Linked DNA regions of Bombyx mori: region 1 is linked to region 2. Evidence: chromatin contacts called from public Hi-C data. All regions are on one chromosome and are shown on one strand. The core of a region is the stretch at or near the end of the contact, and the rest is flanking DNA. Distances in the headings are between cores, read along the strand shown.

The links. Hi-C and Micro-C count contacts between places; a contact is called where the count stands out from the background.
Region 1: a contact with region 2 is called in a Hi-C map of whole pupa, with 5 times the contacts expected there. The contact joins two enhancer-like sites. A contact is called at or near these places in 6 of 7 Hi-C or Micro-C datasets (middle silk gland, midgut, an unstated tissue and 1 more).

What each region holds. Positions count from the first base shown.
Region 1 is chr15:3,803,021-3,810,961 of ASM3026992v2, forward strand. LOC101741355 (rab GTPase-activating protein 1-like) reads right to left here. Exons shown (of 26, transcript XR_009974959.1): 25 at 7,267-7,941; 26 at 5,604-7,094. Among protein-coding and RNA genes, the nearest start is that of LOC101741581, 35 kb to the left of the region's middle. Within about 2 kb of position 4,066, at least 6 of the 8 cell types and tissues checked have open chromatin away from gene starts, as enhancers often do.
Region 2 is chr15:3,726,884-3,734,785 of ASM3026992v2, forward strand. It overlaps LOC101741581 (serine/arginine repetitive matrix protein 1), which reads right to left. Exons shown (of 11, transcript XM_012692467.4): 2 at 2,612-2,755; 3 at 417-2,185. Among protein-coding and RNA genes, the nearest start is that of LOC101741581, 41 kb to the right of the region's middle. Within about 2 kb of position 1,983, at least 8 of the 8 cell types and tissues checked have open chromatin away from gene starts, as enhancers often do.

The DNA of each region.
Region 1 (7,941 bases), core at 2,816-5,315, 78 kb after region 2:
CTTCGTTAGATATTTACAAATAAATATATACTTTTTAAAATATTTTCTGATCAACAAAACCCATGTATTTTTTTAAAGGTTTTTTCGAAACATCGGAAATTTTCAAATGAGCAGACTGCTTCAAATTACTTAGCCATCAATGTGTTCTGGTCGTTTATAAATAGGTTAAGAAGAGATTTTATGTAATTTACAATGAAATCTTGTATGTGGGATTATTGTAGGTATACTTACATATTTTGTGATCACTTAATTAGTAATTTTGTCGCACACTGCAATCTTTTTTTTCATAACAGTAAAATTTTCATGCTCTATCCAACAAGATATGGCTTTGATCTATGAGACTGCCTTTTGTTATTTTATTTTATTAATAATCGTGACTTCCGGAGTACTTTTGCTACTTTTTGTATGTAATAAACTTAATTAATATTAATAAGGTCCTGTCCTCACATATTTTTGTATGAAAGCTTTATTTTACGTCATTATTAAATTTAAAGAAATTACTTGAACCTCATATATTTTAATATAATTAAAGATGTACTTAGTCTAGACTTATTTCCCCTGGCTGAGCCTTTTCTCGCCCACCTGTCCTGGTGAAACCGAAAAGGCCTCTTGGCCACGATTTATTTGTAACGAAGTTTTCGATCTCGAAATAAGTTGTCTGTTTATGATCAATGGAGTACGTCACGACATGCTGGCTGCCGTGAGCGGTCGACGGCGCGTGGGCCCACGTTTGGCACGATTCCATAATTATAACGAGAGTGCTTGCAAATAAAATATAATGTATTCAAACAGCGACATTTTGAACTTAGTTATGTTCGAGCGACGTGAGTGACAAGAGATAATATGATTCGTCCGTATCGTCAAATAATCTGTTTGTACACTGCGGGACGTGAATTCGTTTATGAGTATATATAGATGTTCATATATAAAACTAATTACCAACCTAACCGCCTTCCGTATGGTATATCCCAAAACTAATATAATTCTGCTGTTGCTGTTGCATTTTTTTTGCCTATCTATTGCTAGTAACCTCGAAGGGTTATGCTAGCTTCACCGTACATCTATGAGGAGGCAGTCTCCTCCCGGTGATGGTCACGGGGCGACCTAAGGGGGTTAAGGCTACGCCGCACGCTACCGTCACTCTAGCGCGCTGGCACCAGGAGGACGGGACGACGCGTCGGCGGCTGAGGACTGCGATGCGGTCCGCATTTTCGTCGTCGCTGTCGTCGCCCAACATACTGTGGAAGAGCAACCCGGTCGGCGGTGTATCGCGTTCCAACCTGGCAGGCTGGTTCTGGCCCAGCGGGGTATCCCGAAACACCAACGGCATCGCCCGGGCGGCCTGGTAGCCCGCCGTACCGCGAAGACCGACGTCGTTGGTCGTCGACTATCGCCTCGACGACCCGTCGGTCGGGCGTCCTAGGGGTTGCGCCGCGTGTCTGGTTGTAGTGTTGACCACGGGAACCCCCTACTCTGACCGGGTTTTGACCCCGGACGGAGATCGGAAGTCGGGTGTAAGAGTGCAGGGGAGTCGTTTAGTGGGTGGGCCCTAAAATTCCTTGGGCCCGCGGTCTGCCCCCAACACTTTGCAGATCGTCAAGTCCCACATACCCCGCGCGCCCCCTAGGGCGGGAACTTCGTAGGAGGTTCGGCCCCCGGCCCAAAAAAAAAGCTTCACCATACGTGTAGGTAAGAACGCGGTTTCAACTTGAGAGGGTTGTTAACGCTGGCCTTAGCAAGCGCAGTGCTCCGCAGTATTTACCACCAAATTGGAATCGTGACCTACAGAGGAGATTATAGTGGAGATTATAGATATTATATCGCGTTATAGTAGGTCCCGCGTTGTAGTAGATCCGCGTGTAGTAAGTCCCGAGTTGTAGTAGGTACCACGTTGTAGTAGGTCCCGCGTTGTAGTAGATCAGCGTTGTAGTAGGTCTCGCGTTATAGTAGGTCCCACGTTGTAGTAAGTCCCACGTTGTAGTAGGCCCCGCGTCATAGAAGGTCCCGCGTTGTAGTAGGTCCCGCGTTGTAGTAGGTCCCGCGTTGTAGTAGGCCCGCGTTGTAGTAGGTCTGCGTTGTAGTAGGTCCCACGTTGTAGTGGGCCTCGCGTTGTAGTGGGCCTCGCGTTGTAGTAGGTACCGCGTTGTAGTGGGTCTCGCGTTGTACTAGGTCCGTGTTGTAGTAGGTCCCGCGTTGGCCTGGAGTTTTGCCGTTGCGATGGGGCAATGCGCCCACGCCGTCCGGGTTCCGGAGTATGTTGCCCGGAACTCTCCGACTTTGAGAGGAACAACAACGAAGCCACGCCGGTATACCGGTACCCCCTCTGGGCAGTCCCCTATAGCCGAAGCCGGGGACATGGCGATCAGCGGCCGGAAGATGCGTAAGCAACGCCGGCTCACTACTTCATCAAAAAGGCAGACTAAAAGTGGCGTACCATCTCCCGTGCACCACACCGAAAAAGCGTCATACGTGACCACAAAACATAAAACAGAACAAAAAATAAAACAGAAATAAAAACAATACAGAAAGAAAGAAAGACAGAATAAATAACAAAGAACCAAAATAACAAAGGGGAAGAAGAAAGGGGACGGAGAGGCCCAGGCGTCTCCAGAAGAAACACCCTTCAGCCAGGGAAGGGCGTGTAGAGCCCGGAATGTAAACTCGCATGTTTGAAAGCGAGCTACATAATCCTCGTTCGTATTGGTGTTCGCAATCATTTCCGTCGTCGTTATGTTAAGAAACTGAAGCCATTTGAATACGTAGAAAACCCATGACAAGTTAGTTCAGTCTCTTCTATGCATCATCTCACATTTTTTATAAATTATTACTGTATACAGTCCACTTAAACCCAAACGACGGGGCTTAAGGCTTGATCACACGTACCGAGCATACGGGCGAGACAGTCAAATGTTTCTCGGCCGAGACAGTAATGTAAGCGAATAGCTGTTCACACATGTTTTGAAATTAGCACAGTCATTTCAGTTCTATTGAGACTTTAATACGGATCGTAAAAAGATTATTAGAAAATATACAAAGTTACATACTCATTCCAGTATTGGCAGAAAAATTAAAGGAATTGTTGAAAAAACGCTGGATTGTTATTTTATTTTATTTATTTTTTATTTTCAGACATGGTGTATTGTTATTTTATTTGGAGATGTTTTAAAGAAATAAATATGTCAAAAAGGCACGCGCGGCAACGTAATAACAATCAAGTGGCCGAGTAGCGAGACAGTGCACATTTAGACCTGCCGAGTGAGCGAGCCAGACAGTGCGGGGAAGCGGGAGGGTGAGCACTCGGCCTAGTAAATAGAACGGACGCCGAGCTACTGGCTCGCCACTTCGTTCGGCGCTATGTTTATACGCACCGAGTACTCGGCCGAGAGCACTGTCTCGCCCGTTTGCTCGGTACGTGTGATCGAGCCATTAGTCACGCAGCTAACACTGCTTCGAGGCGAGGGGCCAAAACACAAAACAAAAGTAAATAAGATAATATTTCGATGCCTCCAATGAGCACTACGCTAACTCCAAATTCGTAGATTTACAGGAGCGCTTAAGCAAAAAAAGTTGATAAAATCTTTATTATTGCAGATATATTTATGGTTTTTTTTGTGTAACTAACTGATTTACTCTTGCTTCGAACCCCATCAATAATGATTAATTGTAATACTTTTAACATAGTGAAGCGATTTGCGTGAAAAACGAATATTTTAAAATTTTGAGTTAGAGAAGTGTTCATTGGAGGCATCGATTTATGGGCCAAAAACTCAAATACTCAAACAGGAACAACGGACTTTCAATACGACGTAACGACCTATATCAAATTTATTGGTAGAGATCTGTACACAATATACAATGTACATTTAAAATTTTATACATGTCTTCTAGAGAGTAATTAAAGATAATGAAATGTTTATATCACGTATAAATAATACTGAAAGAATTGTTTTTGACCTTTGTACACGCCAAAAAACAAATTTCTTTTATGCTACTCGCAAATAGATGTCGCTAGGATAGTTATATAAAAATAATGCTACTTCACAGTAGATGTCGTTTTCAACGAATTCAAGTTTTCCGTCCCTATTGTGTAGGAAATTTTAGATAAGTCTAGTTATACAAATCCGTTTTTGTAGTATAACCGTCGGAACACCGTAGTTTGTGAGGAAAATAGATCGCAAAATGACCTCCAACTGTAATCGATGAGTATACGAAGCCAGCGTGGAAACGCTTTTTCGAAAAGGCAGAGGGACACAATAACAACACTCTTACAGGGCGATACACAGACGCCGTTCGCCTTAAGCATGTCATTCGGATTCTCCCGATCCACTCTCGAGCATTTTTGAGACATTGCACGAATCACCATTCTCGTCCAATACGGCGATGAGTTCACATGCAACTTAACACACAAGCATAACCTACTGATTTTCACATCGTATCTTCTCAATGGGTCGCAATCTAGTGTAAGTTTAGATAAATATGCTTGTATTATCAAGATGGAGTAAGGTGATATAGAAAGCCGTATTGCTATGACAGCATTACACAAAGAAACCGATCACCGTCTTCGTCGAACGCGTCGCTTGAGGGTTCGACGAGTAAATTAACCCATAGACCCCACAGAGTTTCTCGCCGAATCTTCTCAGTGGGTCGCGATTTCAATCCGGTGGTAGAATCAGCGAAGCACAAAGCTTAGCTAGGGCCAGTATTAGCAAATCCTCTCAGGTTAATCCCGTGAACTCACCTACCGATCCGTGAGTAGCTGGAAAAGCCTCTTAAGCCTCCAGTGATTTTGTAGGGGATTCTTTCATTTATTAACGCCAATAAACGAAGTTATTACATGCTGTTAGAATAGTTATTTTTGTCTAAATCAAAGTTCCCTACCGCCTTATCTGTTCCTGTCTCTTCGCTATTACAATTAGTATAATATGTACCTACTTTATGAAGGAAGTGACTATTGCTCTTTTTTTTCTGCCTGAGCTGATGACTTTGAGAGGCCATTTTAGCGTAACCCTAACAGGTAAGTGAGCTCACGGGGCTCAAACCTGACGACATTGCCAACACTAACCTTATCAAGAGCAGTGCTTCGCAGAATCTACCACCGGATCGGAAACGCGACCCACTGAGATGATCCGGCGAGAAACTCAGTGGGCTGTGTCTGTGGTTTAATTTACTCGTCGAACCCTTCATCGCAAGCGACGGGTTCGACGAGAACGATATATTGCTCAATATTTATTTACCTCGTTACAAGTTGGTATGTGTTCTTTAAATTCGAATACCCCTTTTAAGCTCGGTATGTACATAAGTATGTTTGTTTATATCTAACGAAAACTTTAAACGTCATTTTCACAAAGTCACAAACGTCGGATTAACTTTAAAATTGATGCACATGTATCAAGGACCGATGACACTACCATGTTTTTTTTTCATATCGCTCTAATATCCAAGGGCCAAGGAAAAATATGGAAAATTAATAGTTAGTTTGGTTTTTTATTTAAGCATATTTTTAATTACAACTGTACACAATATGCAACAAGAATCCACAAATAAAGTGTTTTGTTTAATCCTTGAGAATTAAATCATCTGTGATATAGTTAATAAAACGACCATTGCAATATGTACTGTAAACTAATATATTATATTTTTTTACAATTTGGAATCAACACATCTGTAATAAGTTAGAGATCAAAGTAATGTTCAACAAAACCGTATGCAATATCATAATATTATTATAATACATTATTAAAACAAATATAGTAGGCATGCGTTATTGTCTAATGATATAAAATGTGATGATATAAACAACTTACTACTAACTTATGGCAGTTTATTGCATATATTCGTCGCCCACAAGCTTCCAGCTTTAAACTCAATCGAGTTATTAAGATTTATTATTCGTATCAGTAAGAAATAGTCTTAAGCTTGAATCTGAAATAGGAGAAAATATTTGACATAATCCGATTTATATATTTTGTTTAAGAATTTAAGATGCATAAATTGAGTTAGGTTTGGACTTCGTACCTCAATCATTACCAGCTAGCTGTCTATTAAATTGTACACAAAAAAATCTAGCCGCCAAAGATATACAGACAAAAAAATAGGGATATCTAATATAAGACAAAAATATCACTCACGTTGTGACGTCATTACACAAAATGAACAAATGTATAAATATGAAACCAAAAATACCAAATAGATAACTACACCAAAAATTCTAAAAGAAAGAATTTAGAATATCGTCGTTGTCATACCAAAATCTGCTATGTGCACTTTTTGAGATTTTTACTTTTTGACCTTTTCGTATAGTTCACAGTCCTATCTACCGTATAAAAAAAAACTGTTAAGTGTCTATAGCTTTAATAGTTATCTATAGCTTTTATTTAATATATGTAGTTCTTAAAAATTCACTTTCATATAAAATTTTATTCGAAAATGTTATAACTCGTTAATTCAAATTAGATTTTTTGCACATAGCAGATTTTGGTTTGACAGCGACGGCATGTAGTAAAAATGTAATAACCTAATAAAATTGAATATAATTTGTTCTCATAAAATTAAATATATACATAACATAACTTTTTTGTTGAGGCGGAAGAGAATACTAACTACGTTTGCTAAGTGTGCGCGGAAAATCAAGATGGCGTTACTGTAGCTAAAGTCCTAAATATGAAAAACGCGAAAATCTGACATCAACGGTCCCTCTCAAAATTTTCATTAACTGCTTCCTTTTTGCATATTGCACTTTATCTTTTACCTTTAACTCATGTCTTCCTCTCTCCTTTTCCACATCTTCAATTTCACGTTTAATTATGTAAGCAATATTCCGTTTCTGTTCTCACTCAGAATCCTCATTCTGTGTATTCTGTTTTCAAGTTGGTAAAATCTTTACTACTATTCTAATAATGAAAACTAAATTTAATATCAATCGAGCAATATCATTATTACAATTCTGAAATTGGCAGATACTTGAATAGCCCTAGTTATCGCAAACAACCATCATTAATAAAACATTAAATTATAGAACATAATAATATTCTATCACCTGGTAAGAAATGGTTACTGAAGACCACAACAGCTTAGTTTCCACTATGATCATTGTGCTTAGTGCGAGTTCGTTAACGTTCTCGATAGAGTAAAAATCAAGTCAAATTTGTATGGAGTTGGGACATTTGGCTACGTTTGCCGCTAGGGGCGCTGTTCCAACTGCATACAAATTAGAGTTAACTTTTACGTTATCGAGAACGTTAGAAAACTCGCACTAAGCACACTGACCATAGTCTCAATTATTTATAATAATATCATTTATGTAGCATCGTAGCAGCAACCTATGCGGGTTTATAACACATAATTCACCACATAAATCCCCATTTAATTTGTAAAATGATTTTTTCATAAAGAAAGTTGGGTTCCATATTTATATCCGAAGTCTCATATTTACTTAAATGAAAAACGATGACTCATTTGTTACCAATACGAATCTCACGGCTTCCCGTGTTTACGTACTACTCTGTAAGTATTCGGAAATACAATTCTTTAACCAGCACTATTCTACAACACAATAATAATCACATTCATTAATATATTAAACGATTTTCATAAGACAATCAGATCACACGAAACAAACAATTTCTAATTTTCTAATCATAAGTAAATACAAGCATGCTACATACGTACATAATAAATTAACTTGTATATTATATAATATAAATATTTAAATATTATTCATTAATATGTATAATTCTACTTTTATTCATTAGGGTCCCTTCGTGTTTCGAAATTCCGCTTTGAAACTGCAAGTAGACGTGATCATTCAACTCTTTCAGTACTTACATTCGGTTTTATTTTTAATTAATTTGATTAGACAACGGTAAATATCATGCGCCTTGAAAATTTAAGTACAAAATTTTGAGATTCTTCTGACAAAACAAATTTTTTATGAATTGTTTA
Region 2 (7,902 bases), core at 733-3,232:
TCTGGATATGGCGTTGTCTATGCGATGTGACACTTTCACCTCTGTCCTGTTTAATAGGCTACATGTTAATATCGTGCTTATATAATTAGTCTCGGGGGACCGGAGTCCCTCTCCCCAAAAACGTTGCGTGTTAACATTTTGACTATACAATATCCGACGTTATAGAAGTGTTTGATTAGGACGACAGATTTCCAATTCGGTTTCGGGTCAGCACGTTACCGAGGGCACGCGTACCGTTAGTGCGCGTGATGCTATGCGATGCAATATTCGTACAACAATACATTGTGCGTCTTTTTAGATACCTTTATAGGTACTATGTTGAGCTGTGGCCCGGTATCGATCGCTCTGTTTGTAAACATTGCAATGCCGGTGATTGACTCGAGTTATTGTGAAATTAGTATATGTAACAAACCAACCTGCACTGCTTGAGCACTCTCCTTGTCCAGCAGGAACTCCATCGACTTGTGAGGGCGAGGGGCGCGCTGGTCAGGAGGCGCCAGTGCCAGCAGCGAGCGCGCGTGCAGCACCGTGCGCTGCGTGTCTACGTCCGTCTCCAGCACGCCGGCCGCCGGAGCAGGCGGCGGGCGCGGCCGCGGCGGCTTGTGCGCCACGCCGCCCGCAGCCGGGGGTGCCGCCGTGCGCGACACACCCTCTTCTTTCAGTGGAATACGCACATACTGCGGCCCGGCGCCCGCCGCGCGCCCTGCCTGCCCCGCGTCTGCCGCTAGTGCCGGACCGCCGGCGGGTGGTCGACCGTTCGCGCCTGCGCCCCTCGTTTTTTTCTCTTTGCGCCCGGAAAATCGGAAATTCGCGAATCGCGATAAGAAGCCCGCGATTCGGCCGCGCGGCGCGCGCGCGCTCGCTTCCGTCATGGCAGTGGAACGATCTGAGGCCGGCGCGCGCGGCTCTTCGCTTCCCCCCTCCACGACCACTTCGACTTCTGCGTCATCGGCGTCATCGCTCGCCGTCGATTCGCTCTCGGTTGTGCTTGTACTAGTCTCACGCCAACTTACTTCTGCAACTACCGGAGAGAACGTGACTCCTTTCGACCCTGCCGATACGGATCGCGCGGGAGGCCCCGTGCCAGGCGGTGGTGTGGCTACTAACTGCAGAGAGGCTCGTAGCTCTTCCGGTGTCTCACGATGAGGAGTAGCGCGAGCGCGTAGCTCCGGTGTCGATCGTACCCGCGCGTCACTGGGTGATCTTAGCGGAGTAGATGTGAAAGCTGGTTGTCGCACGGGATCCGGTGATGGTGATCGTGGAGGTGACGGTGTTGGAGAAGACGGTTCTATACGTCTTCGCAGCTCGTCGAGAACGTCGTCCCAGGCACCCCACGAGTCGCGCATCCTTTTCGCTGTCAGCACAGACAATTCTCTGTCATAGTCGCCGGTTTCGGAGAGAACTCTTCTCGCACTTTCGTCGAGACGTCGAGCTGTTAGTTCCATTTCTCTCGCGAAGGCACGTTCAGACTCTGTGGTGGAATCGCTTCCAGCGCTTGGTTCTCGAATGGGCGATACTGATTCATGGCTGATATCCTTTTCAACAGGAGGTGGAGGCGGAGGAGGAGGGTGTCGCGGTGCGCGGGGCGGAGGTGGCGGAGGCGGCAAGCGCGGACGCCGCGTTCCGCCCCTGTAGTCGAGGGCGGTGAGGTCGGCCACACTGACGGTGAGGCTGTCGCTCACTTCGAAACTTTGTCGGAAACGCGAACGATGCCCGGCGTGTCTTCGCGGCTCAGCGCACACGTCGAGCTCCGCGGGGAGCGACAGAGCGCGCGCGGTGCGGGGAGGCCGGCGCTCAGGACTGGGTGAGATAGCGAGGCAGGGTTCGCTGCCGGCACCGACGGACGCCTGCTGCGCTATTTCGGGAGGACGCCGATGTGCGGGTGGGGGCGGCCGTCGAGATCTCTCGCTGTATCCACTGTCCTCGCTCAGGTTTTCGGCAGACAAATGGGTTCGGGTTGCAGGCACTCGCGTCGGTGGAGGAGACGGTGGAGGAGACTCGAGGGAGTCTGGCGACAGGCTCGGCGAGGCGGGAGCCGCGCATGACCTTTCGAGTGACTCGAATTGAGCGAGGCTCGAGGAGCGCGAGAGTGAGTCGGAGCTTGCGGGCGAGGAGTCCCGCTCGCGGCGTCGTCGCTTCGCCGGACAAGCCCACTCGCGCTCTGACTCGCTGTCGCACTCTGACCCTGGTGAAGAGACACCACGTTAAGCACGTATAAACTGTGACTTGCAACAACGTAGAAACGTCGCTACGTTCAGACAGCGACAGTGACAATGACAACGAATTAGAATGTGTGATCATTATCTTGGATGTTGTCCAAAAGATTCGTCTCTCACGTCATTGACACAAATTTAACAAAACCAGATCTCATTGTTTTCAAATACTAATAAGTAATTAGTAAATATAACAAAAATAATACATATTTCGTATTTATAGTTTTCGTATTTGTAACAAAAGCTTATTTTTTATTTAGTCTATTTTAAATGAAAATTCTTAAGGTGCCGAAAAACAGCGCCATCTATCAGCTGACGTGGGAAAATGTTTAAAAAAAATTGCTACTCCCCACTAGATGGCCATAGTTTATTTAAAAATTATTATTTTTAATACAGACCTGCATTTGCTGGTACATGAATGACGGAATCTGCGTCCGAGTCGGACAGCCATGTTCCACCCGAAGATTTTTCGGAGCGCAAATCATCGCTTGTCTCCTCGACTATAGTTTCGAGGTACAAAGCGTGAGTACTGCCATTATCACCTGTGGAAAAAACAACATAATTTATAGATTTAGACCCAGCATGACATTTATATTTTGGTAACAATTAACAAAATTATGAAATTACTTATTTCTAAACAGAAAAGTAAACAGAAAAATAAAGCTACCGATTGTATACAACAACCTATCAACAGATGGCGCTGTCAGTAGCAAACTAGTAAAACGACAACAGTCAATTTCGTATTGTTTTATTCTTGTCCTTAACGTACATGCTCTCTATTAGATAGACAGTAATTGCCAAGTCTTTTGGTAATTATAACTTTAACTTAGTGACGATAAGCTTAAAGGTTTCTAGGTTAATGATGAACAGCTGGTAGCAACTTTTTTGCTTGGCGTCTGTTTTAATTTCTAACCGGAAATATAAATATACCGGATTGATCGCTGCTTAGTTCAACGCTGTAAAGTAGCGAAACGGAGTAATAATTCTCTGCTATTTAATATTTTATTTAAATGCATACAAAATCACGAATGAATAATCGACTTTTTAGATTTATGAGTAACAAAATGCAAAATTGCATTAATTGTTAAAAATCAGACAAGACGTTAATTTATATTACTGATAAAATACATATTTACTTGTATAAAATTGCATAATTCAATGTGTTTTTAATTATTAATTTTTTTGTTTTATTTTAGACGTGAATCACGATTTCAGGCGCGCGTCACTGGTCCGCAAACAACAACGGTTACCATGGCAACCCTTTTATACATTTGAGTGGAACTTTTTGGCGGGAATGCGAGGAGTGAAGTTGTGTGATTTGTTTAATTTTTTCTATTTAGTGTTTCTTCAGGTTTAAATGTGTAATAACGGTGGTTTATTAACCGTTTAATATCTGTGAAAGTGCACAAATGTGGGAAAATGAAACAAAACCGCTGTACGTAACTTCTCGGGATTCTCCAAAAAGTCCACTGAAAAAATCTCAGTAAATGACCACCATTTTACTGAGATTAAATTTCATCCCATATCATCTCATCTCATTTCATTTAATTTCATCCCAGTTGATTGATGTCTCAAATTAATCATCTTCGTTTCATTTCACTCCATATTACATATCATTTTTCATAAAAATAAGAATATAAATTAAAATAAGACATGACCTAAAGGTTTTAGATACCAGGTCATAAAATCCCTTTAAAAAAAAAACATAAAATTGAGTGACGGCAGAGTAATAATCCATTCTGGACAGAATCTAAGCGAATTCCGAAATACAATGAACGCCTACATCGCAAACGGTTTTTTAAACACTCAAAAATACGAGATCTCGTGATGAGCGAGTCGATATGTCGATTTACGGTTTCCGATGAATAGAAATTATAAAATTTACTAAATAACAACCCATGGAATCGTATGGAGACGGGTAGATTGTCACAATAATGTCGCCATTCACCTTCAGATCTACGGTCGAATATTAGTGTATTGTATACTTTTGTTCGATCCTTCAATCAGGAAAGCACAACCATGATTAACTGTATGATAAATCCGTTTTAGTATCGGCGGGTTTAGCGTGGACTATAAAAAGTTCAATCATGACATTTCTAAGCTGAATAAATGTCTCATCGGGTCATGTCGTGAATTAATTCTGTAAACAAACACAGGATTACAATAATTAGAATACGGTGGGCAGGTGTGGCAGTGTCAGAGGCGGATCTCAAAGCGATTTGGAGCCGCTTCATCATTTGTTATTCAGCACACAATAAGGATTGTCCACCTGTCCGACATGTGTTGTAACGGTTTGATTCTCGGGTCGAGCGCTGTGGGAATATTATTTACGATTTCGAATTAGGATTCGTTGTTGTAAATCGATTTGCGTATGCACAATGATTTTCTTGTAGTTTTGCCAAGTGAATCGGCAATGTTATTTCGACGTAAGCTCGCGCTACATTTTATCATATCTGTTTTCGTTACGTATAATAACGGTATAACAAATATTTAATAACATTATGATGTGATTTACATTACCGCTGATACGTTCCAGTTGTGCTTTTCGATAAATAGATTTAAGTAGTCTTGACCGAAGATCGAAATTCGAACATGTATAGTGTGACCTCAAAATTTCATTCATTTTCTGTTATGTAACTATCTCTTTTGCTTTATTTTTTGTGGATATAAATTGGGTATTTAAAATATAATATATCATACGAGTTATATACGAATAGGTATATGAGCTCTAAATTTTGTAAATATGTAACACTAAAATACAAAGCTCATCAAGTGGTACTAGCTACTTGATGCTACTGAACTGTTTCTCCTATCTGCCTATTTTTAATGTTTGTTGGTCAATCACGCAAAAATAGTAGAACAGAGTTTGAGGAAATTTCGGACGAAAATAATTTGTAAACAGGACTATGTGATGATGTTAAATGATATACCCGGGTAATTCTGAGTTTGTCATGGGCTATAATAAATATGTACATGTGTACATACATACATTCGTGAGCATATGTTAAGTACGTATTTCATTACAAAAATTTGTACCTGCCCGCGGGATTCGAACACAGGTACTATCGTATCGCTCCATACGAATGCACCACCGGGTGTCTTATCCTTATAGGCCACGACGACTTCCTATTTGAAATGTGTTAATACTACGATTTTCTCGCAATTATATTCAGTCCTCTAGTCATGATCGAAGTGATGTATTTTGTACTTTTGTGTTCGCGTGTGGGAGAAGTATGAAGCTGTAGAGCAAAATAGAATTTTAAAAATCTATCTTTAGTTACGCGGCGTCCGAGAAAACACGAGTGAAGGAAACGCCAATTTTTTTTTCCTGGCTAAGTTGATAGACTTGAGAGTTATGTCAGCGTAACCGGGCGAGTCGGTGAGCTCACGGGGCTTAAACCGGGAGTGTTGCTAGCACTGGCTCTAGCAAGAGCAGTGCTTCACAGAATCTACCACTGGATCGGAAACGCGAACCACTGAGAAGATCCGGCGAGAAACTCAGTAGGCTGTGTCTATGGGTTAATTTACTCAACGTGCCCTTCGTCAAGCGATGGGGTCAACAATGACGGTGACCGGTGTTTGAGGTACCTAAAAGCACCGTTAATGGATCGGGAGGATTCGTAATGACGTGTTTAGGAGCGCCAATATCGAGCTTTCACTGTAAATACTTCTTAGTTTATACAATCACGAAAGTTTAAAATAATTGTCTGTTTTGCTATCGATAACAAAAAAAAACCACGATACATATCGAGGGTTGAAAGGTTATTTATTTGGTTTAAGCCACATTTTATTAATTTTACAACGAGCTATTTAAAGTTTAAAATTTAGAAAGATATCATAACAAAGAAACTTCTTCAGCTATTTGAATGAGGTAAACTTAATTAAAGTTCAATTAAAACATCAATTTCTTGATGGTAATCTATACTAATATTATAAAGAGGAAAGACTTGTTTGTTTGTTTGTTTCGAATAGGCTCCGAAACTACTGGACCGATTTGAAAAATTCTTTTTCCATTAGAAGCCGACATTGTCCCTGATGAACATAGGCTACTTTTTTTATTATTTTTTTTATTTATTTTTTTTGGTTTCATGTGTGTTTTAATGTTTCCGAAGCGAAGCGAGGGCGGGTCGCTAGTACCAAATAAAACGCATCTTTAATTACAAAGATAAATGTCGCGTGTTAAGCGAAATAGCCTTTCATTCAACCCTCGATATATTATTATTTATTTATTTTTTATTGCTTAGATGGGTGGACGAGCTCACAGCCCACCTGGTATTAAGTGGTTACTGGAGCCCATAGACATCTACAACGTAAATGCGCCACCTACCTTGAGATATAAGTTCTAAGGTCTCAGTATAGTTACACCGGCTGCCCCACCCTTCAGACCGAAACGCATTACTGCTTCACGGCAGAAATAGGCGGACACCTAACCTACCCGTACGGACTCACTGGAGGTCGTACCACCAGTAAAGTGGCGTGTGTGTGTCTCGATATGTGTGTCTATATAGCTATTATTAAAAACTTAAGTGTCACAAAATGTCCCGCTTTGCATTATTCCGTTACACTTATTACAGATCTTAATTGTGGGTTCACTTTGTAATTGTACAACATCCTGTTGGCAATATAATGAATGTTCGGTTCGTTCTTAGAACTTAATTAACGAATGAGGTTAATTTTATTCATTAAATGATTTAGATCGATTGAGATGAAAAAGGTCTTTATGCAACAAGTGTTAGGTCGTTTTTTGCTTTTTATGGCTGTAGATAGACAGGTGAGCTAAAGGCGTATTTGATCGTAAGCCTTCACCACCGCTCATGAGCATCAGCAATGTCCGCAATGTCAAGCCGTTGCGTATTCCGACTCATTACGTTACGTCACGAGTTAGTTTCAATTTCCTTAATGTGACTAACTCTGCGAGTGTATTATGTTCATATTTTGACGAACGACTTCCGCTATGAAGAAATAACATCGTGTAATAAAAAACAAACCAGCAAAGTTTATGTATTTTTATAATAACTAGTGATAGGTCATCTTCTAGGTCTACACGGGTCGGTGCCAGCGGTCTGCAGGTCATTAGCTTATTGATTACATTACTCATTGCAATTGAGATCGCGTAATTATGTCTCAAAGGGGACGGTGAAATGCACGCTACCTACCCTTGAATATTAGGTTGCTCAACTAATTTTTTTATTTTTTTATTGCTTAGGGTGGGTTGACGAGCTCACGGCCCATCTGGTGTTAAGCGGTTATCGAAGCCCACAGACATTTACAACGTAAATGCCGCCATCCACCTTGAGATATAAGTTCTGAGGTCTCAGTATAGTTACTACGGCTGCCCCACCCCACCCTTCCACCCGAAATTCCGGCAGAAATAGGTGGGATGGTGGTACCTACCCGTCACAAGACGTCCTATCAAAATCCCTGCAAAGGGAAACCTGTTTCAACTCCTATTCGGTTAGTCTATCTTACGGGAAATGTTTCAAGCACCCTGACACCCTCCACCCAGTCTTATACCACCAGAAATCGGAAGATCCCCAACTCGTGGAGTAAATCTAGAAGATTGCACAAAGTGGGAATGAGTTGCTCGCTCCGGGCATTTCAATATTGTAATAATTGTTATGTTATAATTACTTATTGTAAAAATATATATTTAAAAAAAACTAATATTTAAAATAAAATAAAAAATCTA